2 separate regions of the Mus musculus genome follow, and region 1 is linked to region 2. The links are chromatin contacts, called in public Hi-C maps. All regions are on one chromosome and are shown on one strand. Each heading gives the region's core, a stretch centred on a gene start, on an enhancer-like site or on the middle of the called end of the contact. The rest is flanking DNA. Distances are from core to core; before and after follow the strand shown. Region 1 overlaps Cfap61 (cilia and flagella associated protein 61). Region 2 overlaps Cfap61 (cilia and flagella associated protein 61).

Region 1 (3,675 bases), core at 246-2,745, 120 kb after region 2:
AAGATACATTGCTACTTATTTTCCATCTCTCTAACTTTTGAACTTAGGTACTTGCGGCTGTAAACTTCCCCATTAGGGTTGCTTGCATTTTATCCCATGGGTTTGGTTATGGTGCGTTTTCCTTTTTTTATTCAATTCTAGAAATCTTTAAGTTTCCTTCTTGATTTCTTTGATGACCCCCATTCAGTGGTGCAGTGTCCAGTCTTTGTGAGTTTGTGTTTACTCTATAGTTTCTCCTGCAGTAGTTCTCAGATTCCATCCCATTGCGGTCAGGTAGAGGATGAGAACTTGTCTGTATCTCCTTATATTTTAAAAACCTGTTTTGCTTCCTAGTGCATAAATTGTTATAGAAAGAGTCCTGTGAGCTACTGAGAAAAGTGTGTATCCTGTAGTGTTGGGATGGAATGGTCTGTAGATACCTGTTAGGTCAGAAGAGCAATAATGTCATTTAACTGAGGGGCTGCTCTTTTTATCTATTTGTGTGTAATTCACCTGTCAGCGAGAGTGAACAAATAAATAAATAAATAAATAAATAAATAAATAAATAAATAAATAAATAAATAACAGGTATTTAAAAAGCAAATTCATTTTCTTCTTAGCTCATGATAGGACTCCATCACTGCTGCCAGTCAATGTTCCTTGAAACATCTGAGTTCCAGGGACTCTTCCTTCCTTCCTTCCTTCCTTTTAAACAAAACCTACTCAGTGGTAAATGAGATGCTAGCAATCTAATGTGGAAAAAAAAAAAGAATGTTTTCCCATTCAGCCAGAGTCAAAGCCCCAGCTGACTTGTTTTCTCCCTGAAACACTGGTGAGCTGGAGGCCAGGAGTCAGGGCGCAGCTGTTGTCTGATGATGCTAATAATTATAAAAGTTAATTTGGTTGGTCGGTTAAGAGTGGATGTTCAGGATGGCCAAATAAGACTGGACAGTACTTGATAACAGGCAGTGCCGATTGACATCTGTCAGAAAGAAGCAGGGGGTAGGAAGATGCTGGCCACGCATTTGTAAGCGAGGCCCTGAGGATCCCACCATGCCTTGGCAGGCATGTACCCACGCAGCTGCAGCCACATTCTTCTCAAGTGCCACAAAGTACTGCCAGGCCGAGGCGCTGATTCTTGGCCCAGTACTGTTCTCCCTGCCTGTTGTCAGACAGGCTGACTTGGCCCTTTCCACGCAGGGTGAATGGCTCAGCTGATTTTGGCCAAGATCTGATTACCAATTGTTTTCCTGACCTTGGCTGCACCAGCCATGTGTCTCATTCCAAGACAGCTGCATTTCCTCAGCCATCCACCACACTGAGGACACCTTCCTCCCTGTTGGCAGGGCTGATGGTATCCAGTGCTCTGTGTTTCTCCAAGAACAGCTCCTTTCTGATTCAGAGAAGCTCTCGGGACCTTTGTGAGACCCCCATGACCTCAGGAGCAGAGACTCACTTAGAGCCACGAGGGAATGTGGGGTGACAACTGAGCAGTCAGCCAGAGTGATGCACAGCAGGCGGCGGCCACAGGGCCATAGCAGCTGGGGTTCTGCAGCCCAGGCTGGCTCAGCTCAGCTCGTCTGTGCTTTATTCTTTGTCTCTACCTCACATGCCAGGACAAACTACTGGCACTATAGAGGGAGAACTAATTCTCTACTTGGGTGTGTAAGAACTATTTAACCCACTGTGTGTGTGTGAGAGAGAGAGAGACAGACAGACAGACAGACAGACAGACAGAACCGATTCGCCAGAAGGCAAGGGAGAACACTCCTCACTACTCTGTGCCTTGGGGCAGGATATTTGATTGTGATTGATTGATTGATTGATTTACCACTTTGGAAAAATAATATAGACCTTTTTAAATCAACCACCATTTTAAAAATCACATAATATGTCACTAAAATCTGTTCCTTCCCCAATCTTGTCCTTGAAGCATTTGTATAGCTGACATCCCAGGTGTGCATATATCATGCACACACACTCACATGTACACTCACATATGCACACAGACACATACACATAGGCACAGAGCCACACGCTCAAGCCTGCCAGTGTCTGTCTTAAGTCCCTTGACAGGTTTACAGTAAACAGGACCTTCTTCCTGGCTGGGTCTGCTCCTCCTTCCCAGGTCATCAGAGGTGGCAGCAACCTCAAGGAGAAGGCCAGGTGGGAGAGAGTGGCTGGCTGAGGCAGTCTGCTGAGATGTGGCCTGTCACAGACTTTAACAAGGCGTTCACCACATTTTTTTTTCCTGCTTTCTTAACTGTAGCTCATCTTTTTAGCCTCACTTATGGATGACCCTGCAAAAGAAAGGTCATGCCTGCTGACTCCCCCACCCCTTACCCTTAATTAGCAGTCTGTAGCATCCTTTGTCCTCTCAGCCTGAATGGGTCTTGCCCCAGCTTCATTGTGGGAGCCCATCAGATACTCATAGCCTTGATTAAATCACCTCCTTTCACATCTTAACATCTCAGCTCTCAAAGCGGCCCTGACGGCCTCTCCCCCTGTGAGCAGCGCCATCTCTCCCGCACGCTTCCTGAACACTCCACAGCCTACTTTTAGTGGGTAAGTGCTGCTCTGCACAATATTCTAAATGGAGCTCGAGCAGGCCCTTTAAAAGGCTGCCATTACCTTTTTGAACTGTCAGACTCCAGAAGTTGTTCCCTCAGGAAAGCTACCTTGTGCGGTCTCTCTCTTTGGAACTGCAAAGTAGGATGCAGCAGGCCCACGGCCTACAGTCCCCTAATTATTAGCCTTCAGTCAAGGCCATGTGCTTATGACTGGAAGCTGGATGGAGCACACACACGTTCTCTCTCTCTCCCTCCCTCTTTTTCTCCCTCTCTTTCTATTTTTTAAATGCTCCATGGCCTTTTGCTATTGTAAGGTAGTAACTTGAATACTAAACTTCTATACCCATCTCCAGAGACCTTTCAAAATCTAACTACCAATAATAAATTATTATTATTATTACTATGTTTTGAAGAGATGGGGCATAAAGGGAGGTCTTCAGGTCATGGGGTGCTCCCAACAAGTAGGACAAGGCTCTTTTTTTCTCTTGTCCTGATCATGAGGTGAACAGTTTTTCTAGCCACCTTCCCTCCAAAGCTATTCAGTGCCTCCACCAGAGGCCTAAACAGCAGTGGGTGGACCCAGCCAAGGACTGGAGTCCTGGGGTGTGTCCTCCTGAGGAGATGCACCAGCTCCATCCAAACAGGCTATCAACAGATGGAGGAAAGGGTTCTCGTCAAGACCAGCTTGGTGAAGCAGGGAGCTCCCTGGATTTCACTTCCATGAACATGGGTCACTCCCAGACAGCTATGACATCATCAAATCCCATCCCAGCATGGATGATGACTCTCAAAAGCTGAACCCAAGGCCAACCTGTGCTTCCGGGATGCTCTAGCAACCCCAAGATCATACACACAGCTTGAGGGCAAGAGGGAGCAGTGAGTGGAAGGTCAGCTGGGACTCTGACCAGCTCCAGTTCTACAGGGAAATGGCAACAGCTTCATCACATCACCATGGATCTAGCCATCACCGCACTGTTTGGCCTCTTTCATTGCCATGACTGGACGCAGAGTGTTCTGCCACAGGTCACTTCAATCATTCTACTTCATGATGGCTAATGGTCATGGTACACCTAGAGGAAATAGTTACACAAATCTCTAAAGCCCTGTGCCAGAAGAAACCATTTCT
Region 2 (3,394 bases), core at 401-2,900:
CTCATGCTCATTGTAAAACAAGAGTAAGAAGCTGTCCCAAGTCATTTGAGTCAGAATTATCAAATTCTGCTCCAAGTCTTCTAGCAGTAAAATTGATCTGCCTATATCTCACTGCAGTGTGGGCCTCTCCTAATCTCATGAGAGGACCTGCATCAGGACATAGACCAGAAGTTCTCAGCCCGTGGCTTGTGACCCCCCCTGGGGCTCAAATATCAGATATCCTGCATATCACATGTTTACATTTATGAGCCATAACAGTAGCAAAATTACAGTTATGAGGTAGCAATGAGATAACTTTATGGTTGGGGGTCTCCACAACACGAGGAACTGTATTAAAGGGTCACTGCATTAGGAAGGCTGAGAAGCACCGGCATAGACAATCACAGATATAATATATATTATATATACATACACACACAGCACCCTGGGCAGGGTTTCCTGGGTAATGCTGCTCAGTAACATGTGAAGTCAGGGTATGATGTGCAGTGGTTAAAGATTCTAGAAAGCATTTCTAGAAGCTCGTAAAATATGTTCGTGGCTACTTATAAAACAGTACATGAATCGTCTGCAAAGCATTATATTTATTAAAATACAGCTAATGTTCTGCTAGACTTCTTTGCTCTCTGACTCTAATTCAACAAATAGATACATCATTGCCAGTTTCGCTTTTCACAGTTTTACCCTTGAGGCTGAAATGATTTCTTGGCCCTGAGGTGTTATTATTATTATTTCCAAGATTTCATAAATGTCAGCCACCATTCTCTGTCAAGTTTTAAAAACTAGATTAAATGACTACTTAAAGCATTATTATACAAATTATGTATTATCTATTTCAACAAGCATAAATGCAGTTCACGGTTCAGTCGTTCTACAAATCAAAATCATTCGCTCCTCCTCTCCTGTTCCCCACATCCCAGTTCTTTCACGAGACCCTCATTTTATTTTTTAAAAAAAAGCCCAAGTAAAGTTACTGGAGCGCCTTCACATCTGGGCGAGGTTGCCCCCTGGATGGCATTTTCATCTCTGTGTGTCAAAGCGTCTTGTGCCAAACACACAAAGGTTAACAGGACTCAGATAACACAGCTTAATGGGGTCAGATCAAGCTGATTCATGATCACTGTGGAGAGGGATAGTCTCCTGGGGGAAATACTTGTACTGAAAAATCCCATAAACCAAACCACTTGTTTATCTGTCATTCCCACAGAGATAGTAAAGTAATTACCCTCATAATTATCTTCATTAGTGTGAGGCATTATCTGCAATTCATTCCTCTGCTCGAAGAGTATGTTTGTTTATTTGCTGATTTTTTTCCCCTCCCCTCTCTGACTTGGCCGAGTTAAGAGTTTTGTATTTGTCGAGCAGCACGAAGACATCTGCGCTGTGCCTCTGACATTCTCTCCCCTAAAATAGAGATGGTTGTCTTTCAGCTCCAGAGCTCTTACTCCCACTCCCTGACATCTGCCCTTCATTACTTGGTTCCCGTGCGACCACGACGACAGATTGTCTATCCTCTGGAAAAGCTTGGCATAAACGCTCCATCAAAGGAGGTCTCCAAGGATCAGGTGGGTAGCAGGGCGGCAGGCAGGGAGGCACGGTGCCAGCTCCCGCGGGCTTGGCAGATGGGGTGGCAGCCCTGTCTTCACCAAGCAGGCTGCTTCTTAATTACAGGGAACCTGGCGCTCATACCCTTACAGGCGGCGCCCTGCAAGGGCTCCCTGCAGCCTTGCCCTCGAGTGCTTATTTCATAGAAAGCCTAAAACAGTAGCCACATCCTCCTTCAGAGGATACAGCAGGGGCACCTCGTGTGTTGTTGCTGGTTCCTGGACAAATGAGTGACCTAGAGCCGTGCGCACCCCAGCATAGTTTTATCTTCCTTCCCCATCCTCAAAAGAAGAATCCTCTTTTCAATTGATCGTTCGCTTTAAGTCAGTCAGTGGTCTTTTTGCTGTTAGGACAAAGTTGACAGAGAAATGCCATGTTGGAGTTGTTGGGTGTTAAGCTGAGGATAAGCTGTTTGTTTGTTTTAAACATGCACACGTAAAAGTGGGAAGTCAAAATGAGCCTTGTTCATTTTACCTACCTCGAGGTAGAAAATAACCCTGGGACGCCATTGAGACCAGACAAGAAAAGGGTTGGAACCCGAGTGTAAATGTTTGTGAATGTGAAAGGCAAAGCCATGCTTTGATTGTAATTTAAGTGGACAGCATAACTGTGTGAACTTGACCAACATGTAGGCTTCCAATGTTCTGGGTACTTTGAGTTGAAGTTATTATAAAAACAAAATATTGTAGTGGCTAAGATTTGCTCTTCCTGAAAGCTAAAAGAGGAACATGAACGTGTGAGCGTTTAAAACATCGAGCTGAGGAGTTGCCCCTCAGAGATGAGGGGCCGCCTCAGCCTCCGCACAGAGGGAGGGTGCAGACACCTTGCTCCCAGCTCAGCCTTACAGGGGCAGGGATGGAGCAGACCCAGCCAAGAGGCCTCCTCTTCAAGTCTGGCCTGATCCTTATATTGGTAAAATTACAAAATTTATCCTTATCCCCTAACAATTACAAATTGTTGCTCATTGAAAATGAACAGCAAGTTGTTTGTTTTAACTTTTTTATTATCAAAAGTGACAAGCAGATTCAATTATTATAGAAGATAGTTTCCTACCCACCTCCCCAGCTCCCCATGAGTGAGAGACCTTTCCCTTATAGCTTTTTTTTAAATGTTCAATCTTTCCTAGTTTTTTAAAATTATTTATTTATTTATTATATGTAAGTACACTGTAGCTGTCTTCAGACACACCAGAAGAGGGCGTCAGATCTTGTTACAGATGGCTGTGAGCCACCATGTGGTTGCTGGGATTTGAACTCTGGACCTTCGGAAGAACAGTCAGGTGCTCTTACCCACTGAGCCATCTCACCAGCCCCCTCTTTCCTAGTTTTAACAACATTAATTCCTGGGGGAAAAAATGAGATTTAAAAAGCATAGACAGACAAAATCCAAGTTCAGTTATGCTACTGTTAGATTTTTGCGGACATAGAATCAGTCTTTCCAGTTGCTACAGAAGCTTCCATGTGCTTAGGTCTTCATAGATCAATTTAGTTTACACTTGGCTTCTTACTCCAAACCTCCCCTGGAGGACCACCAAAATCCCCATCTACTCAGCACCTGGAAGCAATGATGTATTCTTGGACAATTTGGGTCCTACGGGTCAGAGGGGAGGAGCCTCAGGAGGCAGAGGGCGTGGTCTCACCACAGGATGCTTTGCGGCTTGTGAATCAGATCCAAGAAAGGTAAGAGATCCTGACCCTTCTCCTGAAATGCCTTCACATAGACAGGGCTCCGTAAAAGGAAGGTCTTTTGCATAGTGGGGCTCCTGTGACTTCAGTCAGCACTGTCACGGAAT

The links. Hi-C and Micro-C count contacts between places; a contact is called where the count stands out from the background.
Region 1: a Hi-C map of cerebellum shows a contact between it and region 2, with 1.9 times the contacts expected there. The contact joins two enhancer-like sites. A contact is called at or near these places in 1 of 15 datasets of contacts at CTCF or cohesin (large pre-B cells), 2 of 484 Hi-C or Micro-C datasets (the N1E-115 cell line and cerebellum), 2 of 115 datasets of contacts at active chromatin or transcription factors (embryonic stem cells and neural progenitor cells) and 4 of 9 other capture datasets (adipose tissue, embryonic stem cells, liver and 1 more).

What each region holds. Positions count from the first base shown.
Region 1 is chr2:146,167,201-146,170,875 of GRCm38.p6, forward strand. The region is part of intron 25 of Cfap61 (cilia and flagella associated protein 61); the gene reads left to right. Among named protein-coding and RNA genes, the nearest start is that of Insm1, 53 kb to the right of the region's middle. Within about 2 kb of position 1,496, at least 41 of the 459 cell types and tissues checked have an H3K27ac peak or open chromatin away from gene starts, as enhancers often do. A contact at or near this core is called in cerebellum, where this site is marked.
Region 2 is chr2:146,043,986-146,047,379 of GRCm38.p6, forward strand. It overlaps Cfap61 (cilia and flagella associated protein 61), which reads left to right. Exons shown (of 27, transcript NM_001369121.1): 17 at 1,428-1,562. Among named protein-coding and RNA genes, the nearest start is that of Gm34629, 54 kb to the right of the region's middle. Within about 2 kb of position 1,651, at least 34 of the 459 cell types and tissues checked have an H3K27ac peak or open chromatin away from gene starts, as enhancers often do. A contact at or near this core is called in cerebellum, where this site is marked.